3 separate regions of the Mus musculus genome follow, and all the other regions are linked to region 2. Evidence: chromatin contacts called from public HiCAR-type and promoter capture Hi-C data. All regions are on one chromosome and are shown on one strand. Each heading gives the region's core, a stretch centred on a gene start, on an enhancer-like site or on the middle of the called end of the contact. The rest is flanking DNA. Distances are from core to core; before and after follow the strand shown.

Region 1 (2,700 bases), core at 113-2,612, 450 kb after region 2:
AGAGGGGTGGTTGGTATGTGCACCTTTCTGCAGAGACCAGAGGCATCCAGTCCCTTGGAGCAAGGGCTACAAGCAGTAGTTAGCACATGGACGTGTATGTGCCCTTAACTGGTGAGCCTCTCTCCAGCCCTGGTTATTTTTATTTGTGTGGATGTGTGCAGTGTCTGCAGATGAAGGAGAGGGTTCTGGATCCCCAGATGTGGTACTGGGAGTGGAGTTGGTCCTCTTCACCACTGAGCCATCTAGCATCTGGTCTTACTGAGCATAGCTACGATTTGCCACCAGGTGCTGTAAGTACCTATCAGTTTTCTGAATTCGTGTGTAAGGAAAGAGGATGTTTACATGCAGCAATGCTCCTTCTGCCCCATCTGGGGAGTCAGAGTAATGCTTTTTTAGAATTCAGACTGAACATATTTGTAAGAGCCCAGGTTCAGGTCCTGAGTGTTGGATTCCTGCACTGTGAAGGGGCGAAGGTGTAAGGAGCCTCCTTTTTCAAATAAGGATCTCAATGCTCAGCTGATCAATGTGTCCTGGGTTAGTCACATGGGAAGCAACGGGCAGACCAGGTCTGCCTCAAATCCAGGTGTTTGCTTGTCAGTGTTGGTGTTGAGACAGGGTGGTGGTGGTGTTTATTTGGTTTTTGTTTTTTAATGTAGTCCAAGCCTCTACAAACTTAAGGTCCCCCTGCCTCTACCATCCTAGTCCTGGGATAGCCAGTGTGTGCCACCATGCCAAGCCACACCTCTACTTTCCCTTCCAGGTCATCTACTCCACCTGCAGAACCCTTCATGTCTGCAGAACAGGGTCAGTAAGGTGAGGTCCAGGGGATGCTCAGGCTTAGAGCACGGCTGCTTGGGCAGACTTCCCTTCCCAGCACGTATGTGGCTCACAGCAGTTCCACAGGAGCCACACCTCTATGGGCTCTGTGGTCATACATTCAAGCAAGCACTCATACACTAAAATCAGAATAAATACTGAGTTTTGAAAACACACCTCTACTCCCTTATATTTTGGTTGTGAGCCTAGCCTTTAGCAGCTGAGCCATCTCTCTAGCCCACACCACTCTACTCTCCAACAATGGAAATATATCAGGCCAACAGGACGTATAGGTTTGCAGTGCTGAGCAGAGTTCTCCCCCAGAGCCCTGGAGGTCTGAGCTCTCCAGGAAACCTGGACCAAAGGCTAGAGAGCATGCCCCTGCGGCAGCCAGATCCAGAGAAAGAATGGCCGGTTTAGAAAGAGAAGAAGCAGCCCCTACTTTTACCCATCAATGTGAAACTAGGCACTGGCCCTCTGTGTTCAGCCACACCTCTGGACTGCATCCCAGTGGACTTGGGGCAAAGGAAACAGACACAGGGAGGACTCTCCCTCCAGGACAAAGCTAGGCTGAGGCTGGCAGGTGGCCTCCTGGCAGCCTTTCCCCTATCCCAGGAGCCCCTCCCCCTTCTACACCCCCTGGGCCCAGATGGTTGTGAAATCCGGCAGACTGCTGAAGCTCTGAGGAGCTCTGCTCTGAGGCTGGAGGGTCAGTTCCAGTTTCTTTCCCCACACTGTGAGTCACAGTGAGCTCACCATTCACTCACAATGCTTCCTCCGTGGCTTTTCAATGACTCACTTTGCCTTCTGATACGTGTGTACAAAGGAATAGGACAACAGATTCGAAATAATTACATTTAAAGCTGCATTACTGCACTTGCAGATTAATCCAGTTGACTTGTCAAAGAGTGAACCGGTGTGGTAGAGGCAAGAAAAGGCATCCACTGAGAGCTAATTAACAGCCTGGTCTACATAACGCATTCCAGGACAGTCTGGGCTACATGATGAAACCCTCTCTCAAAAAAGTAGAAATAAGTTAGACAGAGACAGAGAGTTAACAAAGATGTGCTCATTTTGGATTATTTTAAACTGAGTTTCCACCTAAAACATCGCTTCTACAACCCTTGTCTTTTAAAAACAGAGTATCAAGCTTTAGTAGAGGGTACCGTGAGTCACCTCATACCTACCATCCCCTCCAGGACAAATGTCTTTGGGAGACTTTGACTCTAATCGCTTTGTTCCCTTGCTGGGTTTCTTTGGTTGGTCAGTTTTTTAAAATAAAGATGGGTTTACATTTGCATCCTTGGGCAGGGCCCACACTTGTTTTCTCTGTGCTGTTTCAATTTTAGTGTGTGTGATGCCCAATTGGCTGTTAAAGACTCAGTCCGGCTACGGTGCCCAAATTAGCCTTGAACTCCTGGGCTCAAATAATCTTTTTGCCTTCCAAGGAGCTGGAACCACAGGCCTGTGTTGTGCCTGGCCTTCATAGACAACTGCTCTGAGACAGTTTAACCTACTAAAAACACAGAGGGAGGCAGGGCACAGTGCGCTCACCTCTAATCCCTGCACTTGGGAGGCAGAGGCAAGTGGATCTCTGTGAGTTCAAGGCCAGCCTGGTCTACAGAGCTGGGTCTACATAATAGGAGATCCACCTCAGGAAACCAAAAAATGAAACAAAGACAAAAAGAGAGATGAGATTATAGCTTCTTAATGAAAAGTTTCCTTTCATTATAGAAACAATGCTCACGGAAAATGTTGCTACGTAATACACATAAAGGGAAAGAGAAAGCCCAGGTCCGCTTTGATTTCACAGATGTTGTTCTTAGGCCATTTTGCTGGTTGTAACTCAGGTCCGAGGCAGCTGTCCCCAAGAAGAGCTGCACA
Region 2 (2,838 bases), core at 97-2,596:
AAGATCCACTTGCCTCTGTCTCCCAAGTGCTGGAGGTTAAGGCATGTATCACTTTGTTCCTAGGACTTTGTAGGCTTGTGATCTGGGGTAAGTTTCCTAACCTCCTTGAGGCTGTTTCATAATTTATAGAGATCTGTAATAAAAACCCCAATTTCATGGAATTTTTGAAGTTTGTAAGGCCACATGTGATATAGTTAAGTGCAGACCAGCCTCTGGTAGACACTAAAAAAGATCAGGGTAACTATTACTGTTGCCAACCCATGCTTGCCACATCCTCTAACAGCACCCTGGCCGTCCAGAATAGAGTCCTTTCTTCTCTTACCTTCCTTCTAGCTCGCCTATCCAGCCTGCTGAGCTTCCTCTACTTGCTGTGCCACCTGTCACTTGTTATGTGGCTACTCTGCCCCCAGTCATACTTCGTAGCAAGTTGTAGGAAAGTTACTACCCATCTTTCAACAGAAACACTCAACCGAAGGGTCACTTTTCCTCCAATGTGTTAGGACTCACTCCAGGGCCGGACTTTGGCAAGAAAGGGGATTCCTACTCCGGTTTCCCTCCTTTCACCGTAAAGAGTCCACGACAATAGAATGCCACACTCTTCCCCTCTTCCGTTCCAGACACACCTTAAGGATCTCATCTCCAACAATGATGATGCCTGCTGTCACGCTGCGCCCTGATCCTGGGGGCAGTTCAGAGGCCCTAGATGCCATGGTCCTGCCCTCTGTGCTCTTTTGCAAGGCTTTCCAGTAGCCACTCAGAACCCCAAATTGGGGCCGTATGTACTGAGAGGCCGCCAGGTCTACAGGATGCAGGAGGCCATACCCTGAGTTCCGGGGTTGAGGGAACCTGGAAGAGCCAGAAAGGACAATGAAGACGTCAGGAGTGTACCTTCTTCCTAGAGGAAGGAAGGCTCAATCTTCTTTAGTCACCCTTACTCCGGCCTCTTTAACATACTCTTAAGCCCCAGGTTCCTAAAAACGTCTCGATTCCTATTCCTTTAAAGTGCCATGTTTTCCCAAGACCTACCACTTTAGATATCTCCGTCTGCCGAGCAGGTTTAAAATTTGCCCTATCTTGGGTATATCTGCACCTTTAAATGTCTCTTCTCTTCGGATCACCTGTCCCTTTAAATGTCTACCTTATTCTGGGCCTTAGGGTCCCTTTAAATGCATTTCTTTCCTCCCTCCGCCAATGACCAGGGCTCAACCTACTTCTGCACCCTTTCTATCCCGAGATCTCTTTTTCTCACCAGGCTTCAGATCACTGATCTCGTATCATCCCACCTCTATTTTGCCCCCTGCACAGGGTCATTCGCTCTTTCCTTTCCGCATGTCCTAGGACAGCTTCCGTACTCAAAGTCCCGCCTTACAATGCTTCATGTTGATTGGTTATTTTGGCTGTCGCTCACTCCTACCAGTGGTTCTATTGGTCTAACCGGCAATCGCTCACGCGCCTCATCGCGGAGCTAGAGGAAATGCTAAGTTGTTATTGGCAACACCATGTAGTCATCACTGTCCGGAAGTAAAAATAGGGGCCTGGCCTTAGCCCATGGAGGGCGGGACTTAAAGTGTTCTGGTACTCGAAGGGAAAATATTGGGAGGTGTTTTAAGGACTGTCGGGTGGGACTGTCGGGTGCTGCTTTGTAGTACTAGAAGAAAATGAAGGTCTGATTCTGTTTCATTCAAATATTAAAAAACAGTTCAGACAGAGCCCCAGTATATAGCCCGGGAAGTAACTTGTTTAAACCGATCAGCCTGGTCTCGAACTGCCTGGGGAGTGGTGGGATTCAAATCATGTGTTACTACACTTCATTGCATCACATTTCTCTTTCTGTCTCTACCCCTCTCTCCTCTTTCGAGATAGGGTTTCTCTGTGTAGCTGGAATTCGCTCTGTAGACCAGGTTTATTAACTCCTCCTGCTTCTGCCTCCCAGGTTCTGGGATTAAAGGCGTGGGCCACCACCGCTTGGCTTTGCCTCTTAAATTTGAGAAGGTGAAGATGGTTTTTCTTTTTTTTTTTTTTTTTCTGAGACAGGGTTTCTCTGTATAGCCCTGGCTGTCCTGGTACTCACTCTGTAGACCAGGCTGGCCTCGAACTCAGAAATCCGCCTGCCTCTGCCTCCCAAATGCTGGGATTAAAGGCGTGGGGAAGGTGAAGATGTTATTAGCATTAACAATGAGGTGTGAGCTGCAGGGTGTGGAACCTTCGTTTGTTTCTAATATAAAGGGAAAAACTACTTAAGCTTCTCTGACTTTAAAATGTAAAAACCCTTTCCTGCCCCACCTGCCTCCAGAACATCACTTCCCAATGATGGGTCCCTGGAGAGAGGGGTACGCAGGAGTACCTTGGACTCACTTTGGGTACTCACAACATTTCATTCCTACTTCAGTGCCCCTCCACCCTTTGCTTTGCTGGGGAAAAATAGCTTAATCATCTGGGTTTTTTTTTTCTTTTTTTTAAAAAAGCTTTTACTATTATTGTATGACTAGGAAGGACAGCAGTGTCCCAGCATGCAAATGGAAGCCAGAGGACAACTTTCTGGAGTCCCTTTTCTTTCACCTTTATGTGGGGCCTAGGATCTATCCCAATTTGGGTGGCGGAGTCTTACTCTTACCTGCTGAACCATCTCGCTATCCCTAGATATTACGATATGTAAATTGTGACCCAGTAGGTTTGGACGGGGTCTGACATCTACATTTCTCCTGGGATTTTCTGTTGTGACTTGGAGGCATGCTAAAACCACAATATCTTTTCAAATAAATATGCTCTCATGACATGTGGCAAACGTGTTGGGAATATGGCTTTGTGTTAGAACACTGGTCTAGCATTGTGAGGATC
Region 3 (2,793 bases), core at 178-2,677, 310 kb before region 2:
CATCCCCGAGGAGGGCTGAAGTGCAGCAGAGACCCATCTACTCCAGAGACCCAGGTAGTCACTTCGCTCTTATCGAAACCCCTCATGAATCCACACCTCTACCAGCTTCTTCAGTCCTGAATGCCTCACCTCCTTGAGCCGGGCAATAGCATCCCCTATCTCTGGGTGTCCCAGCTCCTTCTCAGTCAGCACCTTGACGATCTGGGAGAAGTGCTGGATGAAATTCTGCTTTTCTTGGTTATAAGCATCCAATTTCTGGTTCCCATTCATTCTGACAGAGGAGCTAAATGCTCTGAGGGAAAAAAAAACACACACACAAACAAATGAGAGGGTGGCTCGGGTGCTTCCCTCCCCGAAGCCCCACACCCCAACCACACTCACCGAGGCTCCTCTGTCCACACTTGGCACCACCAGCGGGCACTGTGCCAGGCCCCCAGGACTGGACACCCATATGCCAGGGAGGGTCGTTGTAGGAAACCAAGCCACCTCTCCCGGGGTGCCCAGCAGGGGGCTGGCAGCAGGAAGACCCCCAGAGATCTCAGCCAGCAGGACAGGGGCATCCTGGGTGTGCATGGGGGTGGGGGCACCAAGCACTCCCTGCAGGAGCAAGCACCGAAGGCAGATGCTTGGTAGCAGTTACCTAAGGTATCCCCCAAGCCAAGCTTGTTACCTCCTGCATTAGAACGCCCCACCCCGCTTCTAAACTCAAGAATTACATAAAAAACACACAGGAAATGAAAAGTTTGTCGGAGTGACTGAGATCCAATAGATCTTCACTTAAACCGAAAATGGCTAAAACTGAACACTTTCTACTTCCAAGGTTGCGTTCACTACAATTCGGAACATTGTATTACGGGAATTACGGGATGCAAGGTCCTTAAGTCACAATGTTAATGGAGACACCGAACTGAGGTTCAGTGAATGTAAGAGAGCTGAGCTGACGAAGAGCCAAAGCTGGAACCCAGGAGTCCGGATGTAGGGGAAAGAGAGGGAAGCTCTTAGATAGTCCCAATGAGGGGACTGGAGCCGAAGGTGCTGTGCGCTTGTCATCTGTCCCGGCACTGGTGCTAACCGCAGCCGGCCTCCGAGCAACAGGTGGGCGTGGGAGGACTCACAAGAGTAAACTAAAGGCCTGGCGTACGGAAGACTTGAGGAAGACGCCAGCGTTTAGAAATTCACGAAGGCACAAGCAAACCGTTCATTCTGGCCCACCGACCCCAAGCCCCGTAACTCCAACACGGACTGGTCCTTTAGTGCCTCGGAGCTTCACCCGATCCGAGACACGGGTAAACCTCAGCTCCAGCCCCAACAATAGCTCTCACCTGTTCTTCAACGCGGATTCTCCCGGGGTCCAAGATGTTTGCGGCTTACACCTAAAAGCTGAGCGTGCATCCGCTCAGCACTCTGGGAGTTGTAGTTCCCAGTCTCCAGGCTCAGGAGGCAGAACATAAATATAAAACTACGACTCCCGGCATGCCACGGACTAGGCGGCAAGAAACTCAGACTTGTGTCTCAGGGTGGGTGTGGCCTAGTTCGCTGATTGGCTAAATTACCTCGTGTGAGCATGGGCCTTGTGACGGCTGGCCAATGAAAGGGTGGCGCGCGGACCATCAGCCCACTAGGCGGTCGGCGGTGTCGGTACACCCATACCGAAAGCCTGGGAAATTGGCTATCTAATTCCTAGCTATAGTTCTTCCAGTGCTTCTGGTTGACAGTGTTTCTAAGATCCCGGAATAACCAGCCTTGCAGCTTCCTATTTCCAACTCTAGCAAATCACTTCTTACATCTTTGATTCTAGTTAGGTGAAGTCGCTCATTTTTCCAGCCCTTAGAAGGGGTGAGGCAATAAGATCAAGAGTTAAAGCCATGGGGTGGGGCTGGAGGGAAAAAAAAAAAAAAGAGTTAAAACCAATATGGGTCGTGTAATGAGTTTTAGGCTACTTGGAAGACTATATGACTATATGAGAGAAAACAACACCTTTCCCCCAGGTACTTTGGCGCCCTTGAAGCAAAAAGGTAAAAACTCAAAGCAGATGTTAGAACTTTCGGCCTCACAGTTTGCCAGCCCACCACGTTGACTCCTTTTTACTCCACCCCAAACCCCATCGCGATCAGAAAAGAGACCTGAAACTACAAACCACCTCAGACATTAATGGACTTGTCCTTGAAGTATTAGAAATAAGTTTCATTGTCCCAAAGAAAGAGACCACTACCACTCCGGACTAAAAGGTTGAAGGGTCTAGACAAGATAAACTTTACACATTGGTTTATTCTGCAAGGTTTCTCCATGTAGCCCTGGCTGTCCTGGAACTCTCACTGTAGACCTGGCTAAACTTCAACTCACAGAGTGAGAAAATAGTAGATTGAACATGGCTCGCAGAGGGGACTAGACCATGCATAAGAGAAGGTAGGGAGCTTAAGGGAGGGCCAAAACAGCATAGCCGAGGTTATAAGAATGTGAAGTGAGGGAAGAGAAGCTCCTGAGATAGAGACGTTTAGGATAATGGGGGAGCTGAGAAGAGCCAGGAACATGTGATATACTGTGAGAGCCTGGATATACTGGGGGAGCCTGGAGGCCGGCATAATTTTTGTCCCTTCTGCTGCCCATGTAAGGGTAACCCCTTTGGTAAAGGGGAACCGGTTTCACAAGTTCCTAACGAATGCTAGTTTTGGTCAGAATTTGAGGAAATGGAGTTTTCTTTAGAGCTCCTTTGGACAGTAACAACATAAGAAACAGACAAGCCAGGGTAACAAAAATAGTCATGAAACAAACTCATGGTAATACCCAATTAAC

What was found. Promoter capture Hi-C pulls out the DNA fragments that hold promoters and counts their contacts. HiCAR-type assays count read pairs that join an accessible place to other places.
Region 1: a contact with region 2 is called in a HiCAR-type map of astrocytes, with 2.6 times the contacts expected there. The contact joins the enhancer-like site here to the promoter of Flad1 in region 2. A contact is called at or near these places in 13 of 39 promoter capture datasets (the 3T3-L1 cell line, 3T3-L1-derived adipocytes, the C10 cell line and 8 more), 1 of 15 datasets of contacts at CTCF or cohesin (the NIH/3T3 cell line), 20 of 115 datasets of contacts at active chromatin or transcription factors (the NIH/3T3 cell line, the SCID.adh cell line, astrocytes and 12 more) and 2 of 9 other capture datasets (adipose tissue and embryonic stem cells).
Region 3: a contact with region 2 is called in a promoter capture Hi-C map of pre-B cells, with 3 times the contacts expected there. The contact joins the promoter of Fdps here to the promoter of Flad1 in region 2. A contact is called at or near these places in 9 of 39 promoter capture datasets (the C10 cell line, embryonic stem cells, erythroid cells and 4 more), 2 of 484 Hi-C or Micro-C datasets (both in embryonic stem cells), 1 of 115 datasets of contacts at active chromatin or transcription factors (pancreatic cancer cells) and 1 of 9 other capture datasets (liver).

What each region holds. Positions count from the first base shown.
Region 1 is chr3:89,859,804-89,862,503 of GRCm38.p6, forward strand. No RefSeq gene overlaps it. Among named protein-coding and RNA genes, the nearest start is that of Gm46811, 11 kb to the right of the region's middle. Within about 2 kb of position 1,363, at least 188 of the 459 cell types and tissues checked have an H3K27ac peak or open chromatin away from gene starts, as enhancers often do. A contact at or near this core is called in the NIH/3T3 cell line, the SCID.adh cell line, adipose tissue and 10 more, where this site is marked.
Region 2 is chr3:89,410,535-89,413,372 of GRCm38.p6, forward strand. Flad1 (flavin adenine dinucleotide synthetase 1) reads right to left here and starts at 1,347. Exons shown (of 8, transcript NM_177041.4): 1 at 1,250-1,347; 2 at 624-846. The coding sequence starts at 710.
Region 3 is chr3:89,100,540-89,103,332 of GRCm38.p6, forward strand. It overlaps Fdps (farnesyl diphosphate synthetase), which reads right to left and starts at 1,428. Exons shown (of 10, transcript NM_134469.4): 1 at 1,323-1,428; 2 at 130-292. The coding sequence starts at 270.